Regions from separate parts of the Mus musculus genome. Here regions 2, 3 and 4 are each linked to region 1. The links are chromatin contacts, called in public promoter capture Hi-C maps. All regions are on one chromosome and are shown on one strand. The core of a region is the stretch at or near the end of the contact, and the rest is flanking DNA. Distances in the headings are between cores, read along the strand shown.

Evidence for each region. Promoter capture Hi-C pulls out the DNA fragments that hold promoters and counts their contacts.
Region 2: a contact with region 1 is called in a promoter capture Hi-C map of embryonic stem cells, with 2.9 times the contacts expected there. The contact joins the promoter of Cyp4f15 here to the promoter of Zfp952 in region 1. A contact is called at or near these places in 8 of 39 promoter capture datasets (the HPC-7 cell line, embryonic stem cells, hippocampal neurons and 1 more), 3 of 115 datasets of contacts at active chromatin or transcription factors (bone marrow-derived macrophages and embryonic stem cells) and 2 of 9 other capture datasets (adipose tissue and embryonic stem cells).
Region 3: a promoter capture Hi-C map of liver shows a contact between it and region 1, with 3 times the contacts expected there. The contact joins the enhancer-like site here to the promoter of Zfp952 in region 1. A contact is called at or near these places in 14 of 39 promoter capture datasets (the 3T3-L1 cell line, the HPC-7 cell line, HPC-7-derived erythroid cells and 6 more), 2 of 15 datasets of contacts at CTCF or cohesin (the NIH/3T3 cell line and stem cell-derived epiblast-like cells), 6 of 484 Hi-C or Micro-C datasets (all in embryonic stem cells), 8 of 115 datasets of contacts at active chromatin or transcription factors (the 230-238 cell line, embryonic forebrain, embryonic hindbrain and 2 more) and 1 of 9 other capture datasets (embryonic stem cells).
Region 4: a contact with region 1 is called in a promoter capture Hi-C map of stem cell-derived epiblast-like cells, with 3 times the contacts expected there. The contact joins the promoter of Cyp4f16 here to the promoter of Zfp952 in region 1. A contact is called at or near these places in 16 of 39 promoter capture datasets (the 3T3-L1 cell line, 3T3-L1-derived adipocytes, the C10 cell line and 9 more), 2 of 15 datasets of contacts at CTCF or cohesin (embryonic stem cells and stem cell-derived epiblast-like cells), 5 of 484 Hi-C or Micro-C datasets (differentiating embryonic stem cells and embryonic stem cells), 8 of 115 datasets of contacts at active chromatin or transcription factors (the 230-238 cell line, embryonic stem cells, large pre-B cells and 2 more) and 2 of 9 other capture datasets (embryonic stem cells and macrophages).

The regions. Positions count from the first base shown.
Region 1 is chr17:32,991,864-32,994,563 of GRCm38.p6, forward strand. Zfp952 (zinc finger protein 952) reads left to right here and starts at 1,276. Exons shown (of 4, transcript NM_001045559.1): 1 at 1,276-1,395. The coding sequence starts at 1,375.
Region 2 is chr17:32,684,252-32,686,951 of GRCm38.p6, forward strand. It overlaps Cyp4f15 (cytochrome P450, family 4, subfamily f, polypeptide 15), which reads left to right and starts at 1,380. Exons shown (of 13, transcript NM_001346538.1): 1 at 1,380-1,560; 2 at 1,808-2,006. The coding sequence starts at 1,547.
Region 3 is chr17:32,635,948-32,638,672 of GRCm38.p6, forward strand. Cyp4f37 (cytochrome P450, family 4, subfamily f, polypeptide 37) reads left to right here. Exons shown (of 13, transcript NM_001100187.1): 13 at 1-237. Among named protein-coding and RNA genes, the nearest start is that of Cyp4f37, 16 kb to the left of the region's middle. Within about 2 kb of position 1,449, at least 7 of the 459 cell types and tissues checked have an H3K27ac peak or open chromatin away from gene starts, as enhancers often do. A contact at or near this core is called in liver, where this site is marked.
Region 4 is chr17:32,535,120-32,537,819 of GRCm38.p6, forward strand. Cyp4f16 (cytochrome P450, family 4, subfamily f, polypeptide 16) reads left to right here and starts at 1,438. Exons shown (of 13, transcript NM_024442.2): 1 at 1,438-1,536; 2 at 1,879-2,077. The coding sequence starts at 1,880.

The DNA of each region.
Region 1 (2,700 bases), core at 26-2,525:
TTATCATTTTGAGTTACAGGCCAAATGTCCAGGATTTCAAGGACATTGAAACTGGGTGGCCCCAGATAAGGCCCAGTCGCCAATGTGCATCACCTTCCTGACTGACTGCTCCCAGTCAGGGGCAGAGCCACAATGGAAACTCCTTTGTTCAACCCATTGTGTCAAAATATGAGTGGACGGGCTGGAGAGATGGCTCAGCGGTTAAGAGCACTGACTGCTCTTCTGAAGATCCTGAGTTCAATTCCCAGCAACCGCATGGTGGCTCACAACCATCCGTAAGGAGATCTGGCGCCCTCTTCTGGAATGTCTGAAGACAGCTACAATGTACTTACATGTAATAAATAAATCTTTAAAAAAAAATATGAGTGGACAATGCTACAGCCCACCCGGCTTCCCCCTGAACTTGTGGTTTCATCCTTTAATATGCTATACTATTTCCCTTCAGGTATGCAGTAGAGATCCCGAGCTGGCTACCTCTCTGTGTACTCAGAGAATAAAACTTTCATTTTAAGCTGCTGTCTTTGAAATCAATTTTCTTGGCTTCTCCCCGAACCTAACAGATCCACTGTGAAGCTCTTGGTCCAAAATCAGTGTTGATCTGGGAGGCTGAGACCATTTTACATTCCTGAATATAGAGGATTTCCTTGGGCAAAGAAACCTTTTTGGCTGACGTCCAAAGGCTGCTTTTCAGACCTGTTGAATCCTTTGTAGAAAACTTCGGGTGTGCAATTCCATTTTTCTCCAGACAATTTATAGTTGAATTCATTGTTGATATGTTTTAATTTTCTTGGCAGAAAACGGGTATATTGAAACACAAGGTTTGCGAAAGCTTTAGCTTAACCTCCCCAAATCTTGAGCTTGCATGTCAGGTCCTCTTTTTTTCCCTATGCCCCCAGATTGACATAGGGACTCTTCCTAAGGAAAAGTCTTGGGTTTTCTCCTTGGGGTACTGACACTAGAGGCTCCACTGTAAAGCTGTAGCATTAGTTCTTTAGGGGATAGGGTGTGTAGTTGGAAAACGCATGCACTAAGAATCCTGCTGAATGTTTCCTTAAATGCCACAAAACTTCAGGTTGCGCCAGGTTTGTTCTAGTGAAGAGCAAGCTAAAAGGGTCATGAGTGACAACTGTGATTTTAGCTGCAGCGGTACTCAGAAAGGCTGATTTCTTTTTAATTAAGCTCGTAGGAGGCAGGGGGAGTTATTCACCAATCAACGGCGCTGTTATTCCCCTGTCCAATAAGAAGCGCAGATAATCGAAGGGTTCCTCACTTGCTACCATCTTGAAGCCGGTGCAGCTGCGGGAAGAGTCGTGTCAACTCTTCTTCGGTTACTGTCACTTCTTCTAATTTCAGGCTCCTTGGAGAGGACACAGTATGCATCAAAAGCAGAGAATGGTGAGTGTGTCACGGGCTCCTGGCTTCGAGGATGGCAGATCTGTGACACTGCCAGGAGACCAGGGTCCAGTTCTGTCCCTTCACTACGAAACGGGTTTCATGCCAGTCCTTTCAGTGTGGGTCCATGCCTCGAACTTACACCTCTGCAGAATTTGCAGCGCTGGTAGATTGGTGATGCTGAACGCAAACTGCGTTTTGAACGACAGAGGGTGTGTGAGCGCTGTTGCGGGTCTTTCTGCCCTTGCACTTTCGTTTGCCCTGCTGTAGTTTTCCTCCGTGATCACGGTGTGTTTTTCTTTCGTTTTCTTTATTTTTTTCAGCTGTTGGGGGTCCCCCCAAAACAAAACACAAGCAGGCACAAGAGTCCAGCAAAGCAAGATCTTTATTTTAATTAAGCAGAAAAACCTGACCGGTCAGGGACAATAGCATAGACCCCGTCCCGGAAGGAAAATTGCACAGCATATTTCGGATGAGACCTCAGAGCAAAGGGGAGTGGAGTGAGTGGGCTGTAGCGTTGTCCAGCCGTATTTTGACATAAGGGGTTGGGCAAGGGAGTCGCCAATGTGATTTTGATGACTCCTGCGGCTTGTCACAGGAAAGGGGTAAAGGAATCATTGGTGATGAAGCCTCCCCTGGGCCACCTGGTTTCAAGGCTTTTTTCTCAGAATCTTGGTGGTCAGGCCTCATCCTGGACATTTGGTGAGTAACTCAAAATGATGAGGGGCAAAGGAGCTGGTTCCTGGGCCTGGGAACACGGACTCAGTTTGTTTCTGTCAGCAGGATAGTGAAGCTGTCCTTGAGATGCGTGGATTCAGACAACTGTCTCCTTACAGTAGGGCCAGTTGAACCCGAGGCTTTATTTATGTTAGGCAAAGGCTCCTTGTTGTGTAGAGGGCATTTTTCTCCATTGGAAATCTATTTCAACCTCGCTTTTGAGCTCTCTTTTGAATAATAATGCTGGTCAAAATAGTTAAAAGTGGAAATATGGAAAAATGGGGGGAAAGCCTGAGGGAAGGGATTCATGTAGCTGTAATTTGGTTTTCCTTGGTGGGTTTCTCCGAACAGAAAGAATTAGGAGAGTTCGTCAATTAGTCTTTAATTGGAATACAGTTCTTGGAAGAAATATTAAATCTTTGGTGTTTTTGCCTTCAACTACTTGTTCTATGTAGATAGTAATCTCTGACCATCAAGAAAGTCGGGGATGATCAGCCTGACACAAAGGCACCATTTATTTTTTTCCTTGAAATGGTTGAAACTGTTTTTGACTTTTCCTGCTGCCTGTGTATCTGCATGTAGAGTTCTCAG
Region 2 (2,700 bases), core at 130-2,629, 310 kb before region 1:
AAGGCTGTTGTGTGACCAGTGCTGTGTTCTGCTTGTACCTGTCTGCTCAGGGCTGCTCTCCACCTCAACATCACATGTCTCCTCCCTCTCACCATGTCTCAGTTCACATATAGGTCAACCTAAGTTATGTTCTCCCAGCTGAGCTGCTGACTCCTGGCATCTGACCTGGGGACTTGGTCATTGGGCTGTACTCCTTTTTGCTGCTCCAGAGAGTAGTGGCTCTCTCCAGACCCTGAGCTGCTTCAGAGCAGCATTTGAATTTTGCCTGACTGTGTAGCTGGTAGGCAGAGGCATCCTGGACCTCCCAGTTTTGTGCCATGAAAGGCTACATGCAGGTCTCAGACCCCATGAGAGAAGTTTCTTTGTGCAGTGAGCAGAACTTGTCTCTAAGTGAAACTATACCACGCCCACATGGGCCCCACAAGATTCAAGGATTTTTGTGGAAGTTGGAGCGAAATGACTGTAAGAGCCAGAAGTCTAGAAGAATAGGACCAAACAATGCCTTCTGGGTATGGTAGGACCTCTGCTCTAGTGAGCTCACAGACGCTGCAGTGAACCCAAGATAACACCAAGCTCAAGATAACCAACATTCCAGCACTGGGGAAGGGATGGTGAGCCCTAGCCCCTAGTTGAGGAGTTATTGGCAGCTGATGGTGGTGGGAGAGTCAGCTTTCTCTGAGGGTCTGATCACTGGTAAGCCTTTTGTCCCTGATAGGCACTACACCTATTTGAATCAGTAAGTTATTTAAAAAAAAAAAAAAGGGAGGGGTGTGGGTAAGGAGCCAATCTGGAAGGAATTAAGCGGGAGAGTAGGAGGCAAGTCTGATCAAAACACATTTTATGCATAAAATTCTCAACAACAAATTAATAAAATATTGTGTATTTAAAAAAAAAAAAAGGTACATGCTGTGAGTGCAGTCCAGTGCAGAGGACTTTGGGAGATGGTCTGTGACCAAGCCTGGCCTGGTTGCATTCTCCTAGCAGGAGAATTCCTGTTAATGATTTTGCTAGATACACTGTCGTCTCTGACGAGTCTCTGACGCGTAGGGATACCCCTACTTGGCTGTGGATGTTAGACTCAGACTTACCTCTGCTAACCTCAGAGTTTTGCTCCCAAATCTCTCCTGCCCTCAACCTCCATCCCCATGCCCATCCTCCATCCCACCCCCCCACCCCCCGCCCTCCCCCATGATGTGAGAGGGAACAAGTTCTAAGGCTCTGGTGTTCATGCTGTGACCCTGAATTGATTTCACTCTGTACCCTGCTGACCCAACCCCCTCCTTTTGGCCTTCTGCCCCAGAGGGGAGGAGGCAGTTGGGCCTGTGAAGGATTGGCTGACACAACTGAGCTCAGCCTCCTTCAGAGCAGAAGCCAGGAACAAAGAAACTCTAAAGGAAGGAGAACCGTGGGAAACTCACTGTTCCTGAGAGAAGGTGCCTGGCTAAGAGTAGGTTAAAGAGAACTCTAAGCCTGAACCTGGCTGCTTATTTCTAGATAACCAGCTATCTGAAGCCAAAAAGTCAGAGTGATCCTGTTGGCTTCAGACATGGGGTTTTTCAGGTAACATCTCCTGGCAGTTTCATTCAGGAATTTTGGGTCTCTCCCTCTCTCCCTCTCTCCCTCTCTCCCTCCTCCTCCTCCTCCTCTACCTCCACCTCCTCTTCCTCCATATTACTGCCTATTTCCACCCCATGGATCTCTCCTCCTACAAACAGCCTTCATTATTCATATCCCTGGTCCATTATGCCTGATGGCCCCAACCTTCTTCCAACCTCCCAGTCTCACTGTCTGTCCATTTGCCCCACAGGATGCCACAGTTGGACCTGTCTTGGCTGGGACTGAGGCTGGAGGCATCCTCACCATGGCTGCTTTTGCTGCTGATCGGAGCTTCCTGGCTCTTGGCCCGTGTCCTGACTCAGACCTATATCTTCTACAGAACATATCATCATCTTTGTGATTTCCCTCAACCCCCCAAATGGAATTGGTTCTTGGGTCACCTAGGCATGGTGAGTGCAGCAATATATTGTGGGTCTTGTATTTTGGAGAGAATGGACCAGGAATGGACCTCAGGGGATGGGTCTGAAGTCCTCCAGCATCCTTCACTAGCTTTTCTCATGTCCCTGCCTCCACCCCTACTTTGCTCTGGATTAATTTCTAGTCCATCTTTCTTACACTGGTGGACACTTCCAAGGTAGACAATACAGAGTGAGGACCCCTGGGGTTCCCTCATTGTCTGCTGGACTTGAGGCCTCTTGGGAAGCTCTGTCCAACGTCAATGCCATTTTTCTGTCAATCCATATCAGGGTTTCCATGTTTGCCTGGGGGTAATCTCTGGTATTCCTCTCCTACCACCCATGAAGCAGGAGAGTTATGGGTTGTCTTCCTGCCTCTTGTTCCTGAAGCACTTTTTACTTAAAAGCTGTCAGTTCTTCCCTAAGATGGACCATTGAGTCCTGTTGCCCAACTGAGATAAGAGTTGTCTCTTCACCCTCCCGTAAGCATTCCTTGACCCCGTGCCTTAGATTTTGACCAAGTCTGTTCTTGCCTTTGGGTGACTCGGTCTCAGTTGCTTCACTTGCAAACACCGAAGCTCACAACATCTGTACACATCAGTGACATCATACGCAGGGTGATGTTTGGTGAGAGCATGGGGCCTCACAGGTAGGAGTTTCTGCCCTCCTAGAGAATTAGTGGTCCCCT
Region 3 (2,725 bases), core at 199-2,698, 360 kb before region 1:
AGACTATCTTGGAATACATAGAAAGTCCTGGCAGGCCTTGCCTTCCCCCACTCCCTCCGCCTTGCTAAACTGTTAGACTACATTCCTAAAGCGAGCCACCAAGATCTATTCCCTTACTTGGTCACTTCCTCCTCTTGAGGCTGACTACCAAAGTGCAGCTATCACACTATTGAAGTACAGCAATCAAAAGCCCTCTTTGTTTCCTCTAATTAGCATGTCTAATTAAACACTCCATCCTAATACCTGGTTTCTTAATTTACCTTTATAAACTGCCATTTGCCTATGGGCTACATTGGTCTCCTCTCTATCCAGAAGTCCTTTGTCCCATTCTGGGACAAACAACCTTCTCCCATCTCTTGTGTTTCCCACCCCTTCTCCCCTGTCCTTTACCCCTTGTCTTTGTTTCCTATTTCCTGTCCTTTGTCCCTCTGAAGCAAATAAGTCTTGGGGACCCTGTGCAGATATTCTCCCTTTCCCTTTGCTTCTGCCTAGGATCGTGACAACGGATGGCTGCAGGGGGTGGGGAAGTGTAGGTCTTTGCATTCCACAGATCACAACAGATGCCTGTGTAATTCTTAAAAACACAGCTAGGCCTGTTTCTGACTGGCTACAGTCATCTGTTGGTCTCCTGACCATGGAGAATGCTCCCTTTGCAGGACAGTTTGGGAACAGCAGGCTTTGAAAATACTAGTTTTCCCAGGTTTAGTATAATGAACTGCTGCGGGATTCCAGGAGGAACACATACCTCTTTTCTGAAAGTTCTAAGACCTGACACCTGATGCCCTTGATGACAGGACAGAGGTGGCAGCGAGGCTAGGTAGATGGAGGTTGGAGTGGTCTCTAACATTCTGCCCCTGCAAGGATCACTGTCTTTCCCCTCCCGTTCTGCCTGATGTTCTAAGGCAGTTTTCTCCTATTTGACACGTTCAGTCCAGGAGGAAGAGGGAAGGTTTATGAGGCCCAGTAGGCAAATAGCATCTTATGTACCGAGCCAGATTTGTTTTTGCTTGTTTGTTTGTTTCTAGACAGGGTTGCTCTGCTTATCCTGGAACTTGCCTTGTAGACCTCCAACTCACAGAGACCCACTTGCCTCTGCCTTCTGAGTGCTATTAGTAAAGGCTTGGGACACTGCTGCTTGGCTCACCAGACTCTTGAAGCCCCTTCTCGAGTTTTATAGAAGAAACAAACAACTATTCGGGAGGAGACTGAGTGAGCTCAGGGTTAAAGTTTTCCTGCATTGTTGCCCTTTTGTGATGGGTGGACTTTTTTGAGCTACCCCTGTTTCTGTAAGCCCTCACCAATACCCTGGCAAGTAACCCCAATAAAAAATTGCTGATTTACTGAGTTGGACTTTGGTGTGATTGTCACTTTGGTCAGTGGTAAACACTCTGTGACATAATTCCTGGGAGGATATGAAGAAACCAGACAGGGAAACGATGACAAATCAAAATAATGACACCACCAAAGTCCAACTTTGCAAACCAATGTGCTTTATGGGGTTACTTACAGGAGTGTGGGTGCAGTCAGCCTAGCAGGTTGGAGGGTACCCTTTCCCAGTAGTCCATTGCTCTGAGCCTCTTCCCATAGCTCGGCTTATCTCTGCTCCTCCCAGGTAATTTTATAAAGCACGTTTCCCCTTGCCCCTCACGACTTAACTCTGAGATCACACCGCAGCTAGCTCTACTTAGGAAACCCATGCTTGGTCCGGCTAGCCGCCATGGTGCTGGCCATTGCTCTCTCACACCGCAGCCCACTTTTCCAGCTGGCCTTGCCAAGCTGCTCAACGCAGTCCCTCCTGCGTTCGACCACAGCCACCACTCATGCTCCAACGATCAGCCAACCCTGCGGTTGGCTCTGCGGACTGCCAACTACCACCCTGGTCTTACTCAGCTCCCATGCTAGCTCTCCTGGTCTCTGCTTGCTACTTGCCTGGTGCCACAATGGCCACTCCGGTCTCACCCAGCTCCCTTTAGCCCTGTGAAAGGAAAACACTAAAGACTTTTGTAGTTTAAAACTGACCAGGTAACTCAAAGGCTGATAAAAGAATATCCTGTCCCATCGTCCTTGCCCTCCTCAGGCACAACTGCAGAGGCCATGAGCTATCGGTGCCCTGAGAAACCTACCTGTTTGCAACTCCTTGCAGGCCTGCCGCCTGGTCCAGCTCCCAGTCTTCTCCTGTCATCTCTTCCTGTCCTGCCCGGAAATCTTGTCTTCTCTTTCATCCAACTATTAGCTTCTGCCATCTTCATTTAGCCAATCAACAATTAGGGAAATAATTAGGGAAGTTCCTCTTACGCACCTAGTCTGGGAGTCTGTCCCAGCAGGGCCTTCATAAGATCCATCTCTATGGTAATTTCTTAACTAGTGATTGATGGTGGAGGTCCCAGCCCATGGTGGTTGGTGCCATCCTCGGGCTGGTGAAAGCAGGCTGAGCAAGCCATGAGGGGTAAGACAGTAAGTAGAATCTTTCATGGCTTCTGCATCAGCTTCTGCCTGTTTGAGTTCTTGTCCTGACCTCCTTCCATGATGGACAGTGATGTGGAATTGTAAGCCAAATAAACCCTTTCCTCCTGAAGTTGCTTTGGTCATAGTGTTTCAGCCCAGCCATAGTAACCTTAGAAGCCTTATTTGAAATCAGCCCTGTCGCCATACTTCCATCCCGAGCTTCTGGACTCAGAGTTGGTCTCAAACCAAACTTGAAATTCAGTGATTCCACTAAACTAGC
Region 4 (2,700 bases), core at 188-2,687, 460 kb before region 1:
GTGGTGGCTCGGAACTTTCTGCAGTTCTACTCCCAGGGGATCTCACACTCTTTTCTTTGCAAAGCTTCTGGAATCAAGCTTGTGTGTGGTGCAGACACATACATGCAGACAAAACATCTCTATACATAAATCAAATAAATAAAAGAAAAAATAAGAATGCTAAGTCAAGCGAAACAGCTATGGCTTCAACTGTGACAAGTGGGGGCCTTATACTGCTCTGTTCCATACAGTCTTTCCTTGTGTCTTCTCCAGTGTGGACTCTTTTAGAAATGTTGTGTGTTTCCTTTAGACGTTCATTACCCTAGAATTCAGTGTCATAAGTAGTTGTGAAATTGTAGACTTTGCCTATGCTTAAAAAGTACCTGTGAAGTTGAAAAATTTACTAGAGGAAAGGGAAACAACACCTTGTGAAAAATCCCCTGGGGAGGAAGTCTTGAGGTTGCTTAATTTTGATCTATTAGGGACCCCTAGCCTCCATAGTCCCTCATTTCTTGTTTGGGGAGCCCTGAGTTGGCGAGTCTGGACTTCTCCACTGACCTCTGCCCTTATCTTGCTCTATCAACCACCAATCAAGTACCCTTAACTCTGTTTCAGGACTTTGAGATTGCTTTTATCTGCCAACCTTTGAGCTGGTCCACCCATTGTTCTTTATGTCCGCGCTTTGGTGTGATGTTGGCTCCTTTTACTTGTCTAATAATGGGGAGCATGGCCATGGGAGGGTTCAGTGATTGCTAAGTCCATGACTTGCCGATCTAGGGTTTCTGAACAGCATACACTCCTGTTAAGGTCAAGTCGCCATTTGATCCTGGGAAGACAAGCCATTGCAGGCTTGTTCATTCTTGCCTGTACCCCTGTGCTCATAGCACTTCAGTCTGACTCCTTTCATCCTCACAAACCCGCTGAACTCTGACCCTTTAGTTGCCAGGTGTATTTTCCCAGCCAGGACATCTATCTCTTCAGTCTGACCATGGCTGGATTCTCTGGTCTAGTTTGGAATTGTTTCTATCCAGGGGCTGGGCTGCTAAGGGAGAGGACTGAATGCTGCAAGACTGTAGTCGGTGAGCAGAGGCATTCCAGAGACAGGTCTGCAGTTCTGCAGTTCTGCAGTGAGGAATTCTGCATGCTGCACTCCCACCAGTGAGATGTGCAGAGATCCCTGGGAGATGCTCAGGGAACATCCTGAACACCATCCTGGCACCTGTACTTCCTCCTTCACGCTTTTATCAGCAGACTGTTGCCCTTGGAAGGGCCCAGAGTCACCTTTGCCCTTGACTCAGAGGTGCTGCATCCTAAATGCAACCTGCCTGTGTGTGTTGCCCTGAGTCTTTCCCCTCCACTCCAGTCTGGCCCCGCCCAACTTGTTTTGGCCTGATGCCCAGGCAGGGAGGAAGTGGCTGAGCCTGGGAGGGATTTGATTGGTTCAGTCCAGCCTAACCCAGCCTCCCACACAGCTTCCTGAAGTTAGGAAGCAGGGGATAAATGCTTTTCACAGGACTGGGGAGAAGGTCTTAGAGGACCAGCAGCTCCTGAGATAAGGTACCGACTTGGGCTCTGAGGCAAGACAGGGTCCTGACTCTGATCAGGATGAGTTTATCAGTGTTGGGGTGGCTCCATGGAGACAATTGGCACAAGTGAGCCTGGGTTCCTGGATAACCGTTTGTGCTTCAGGCAGAGCCATCCCAGACTTCAACAGCTCTTGTCTGTGTGTTCCCTGCCTCCTTCTCTCTCTCTCATTCTGTCTCTTCCTGTATCTCCATCCCCTTCCCTGCTCTACTCCCTGCTCTACTCTCCAGTTTCTGCCCATGCTCAAAATTCTGAAGTTTTCCAGGTTCCTCTTCCAAACCTCAGAATCTCCTCCTGTGTCTGTCTGCTCAGCAGGATGCTGCGGCTAAGTGTGTCTGGGCTGGACCTGGGCTCTGTGGTGACCTCGTCATGGCATCTTCTGCTGCTTGGAGTGGCTTCCTGGATTTTGGCCAGAATCCTTGCCTGGACTTACTCATTCTATGAGAACTGCTCCCGCCTCAGTTGTTTCCCTCAGCCTCCTAAAAAAAACTGGTTTTCAGGTCACTTGGGCATGGTGAGTATGGCGGCAGATAGGCTGGGGGTACCGGGGTGTATGTGTTCCCTAGGCATCAGGAAAGGTCTGGAGCCTGTAGCAGGGAGAAGCAAAGAAAGTTATTTGGGCCCCTATTCTCATCACAACCCCACATTCATTTATCTTTCTTTCCAAGTTGTGCTCATCAGCCTTTCTCTCTTACCTGGCACCAGCCTACTGTGGGCCATACTCTCAGCAGGACTGAGGATTCCTCAAGTTCCTGGATATGTGTCATAGTCAGTGGATCCCATGGCGAATAGCACAGAGTAGTGGCATCCCTGGTATATTCTGTTTCACTGCTGGATTTGAGATCTTCCTTCAGTATGTCCAAGGTCTTGCCTCCTGCCTGGCTCATCTCTCTTGGTTTCAGATCAGTGACTGTATCTCTCTGGGTTGCTATTTGCCCTGTAGGATTCAGCTGCGATTTCTTACCTCCACCTACTGTTTGGGTGCAGAAGAGAGATTGTAGTTTTTTTCCCTTCCACTTCTTGGCCACTGTCCTTCCTCATTTTGCCCTCTGTCCTGAAGATGCATTAGTGGGCTCCATTATGCAATGTAGGTCAAGGATGAACACTTTTTAACATTGGTAGTGATTATCTGAAGTG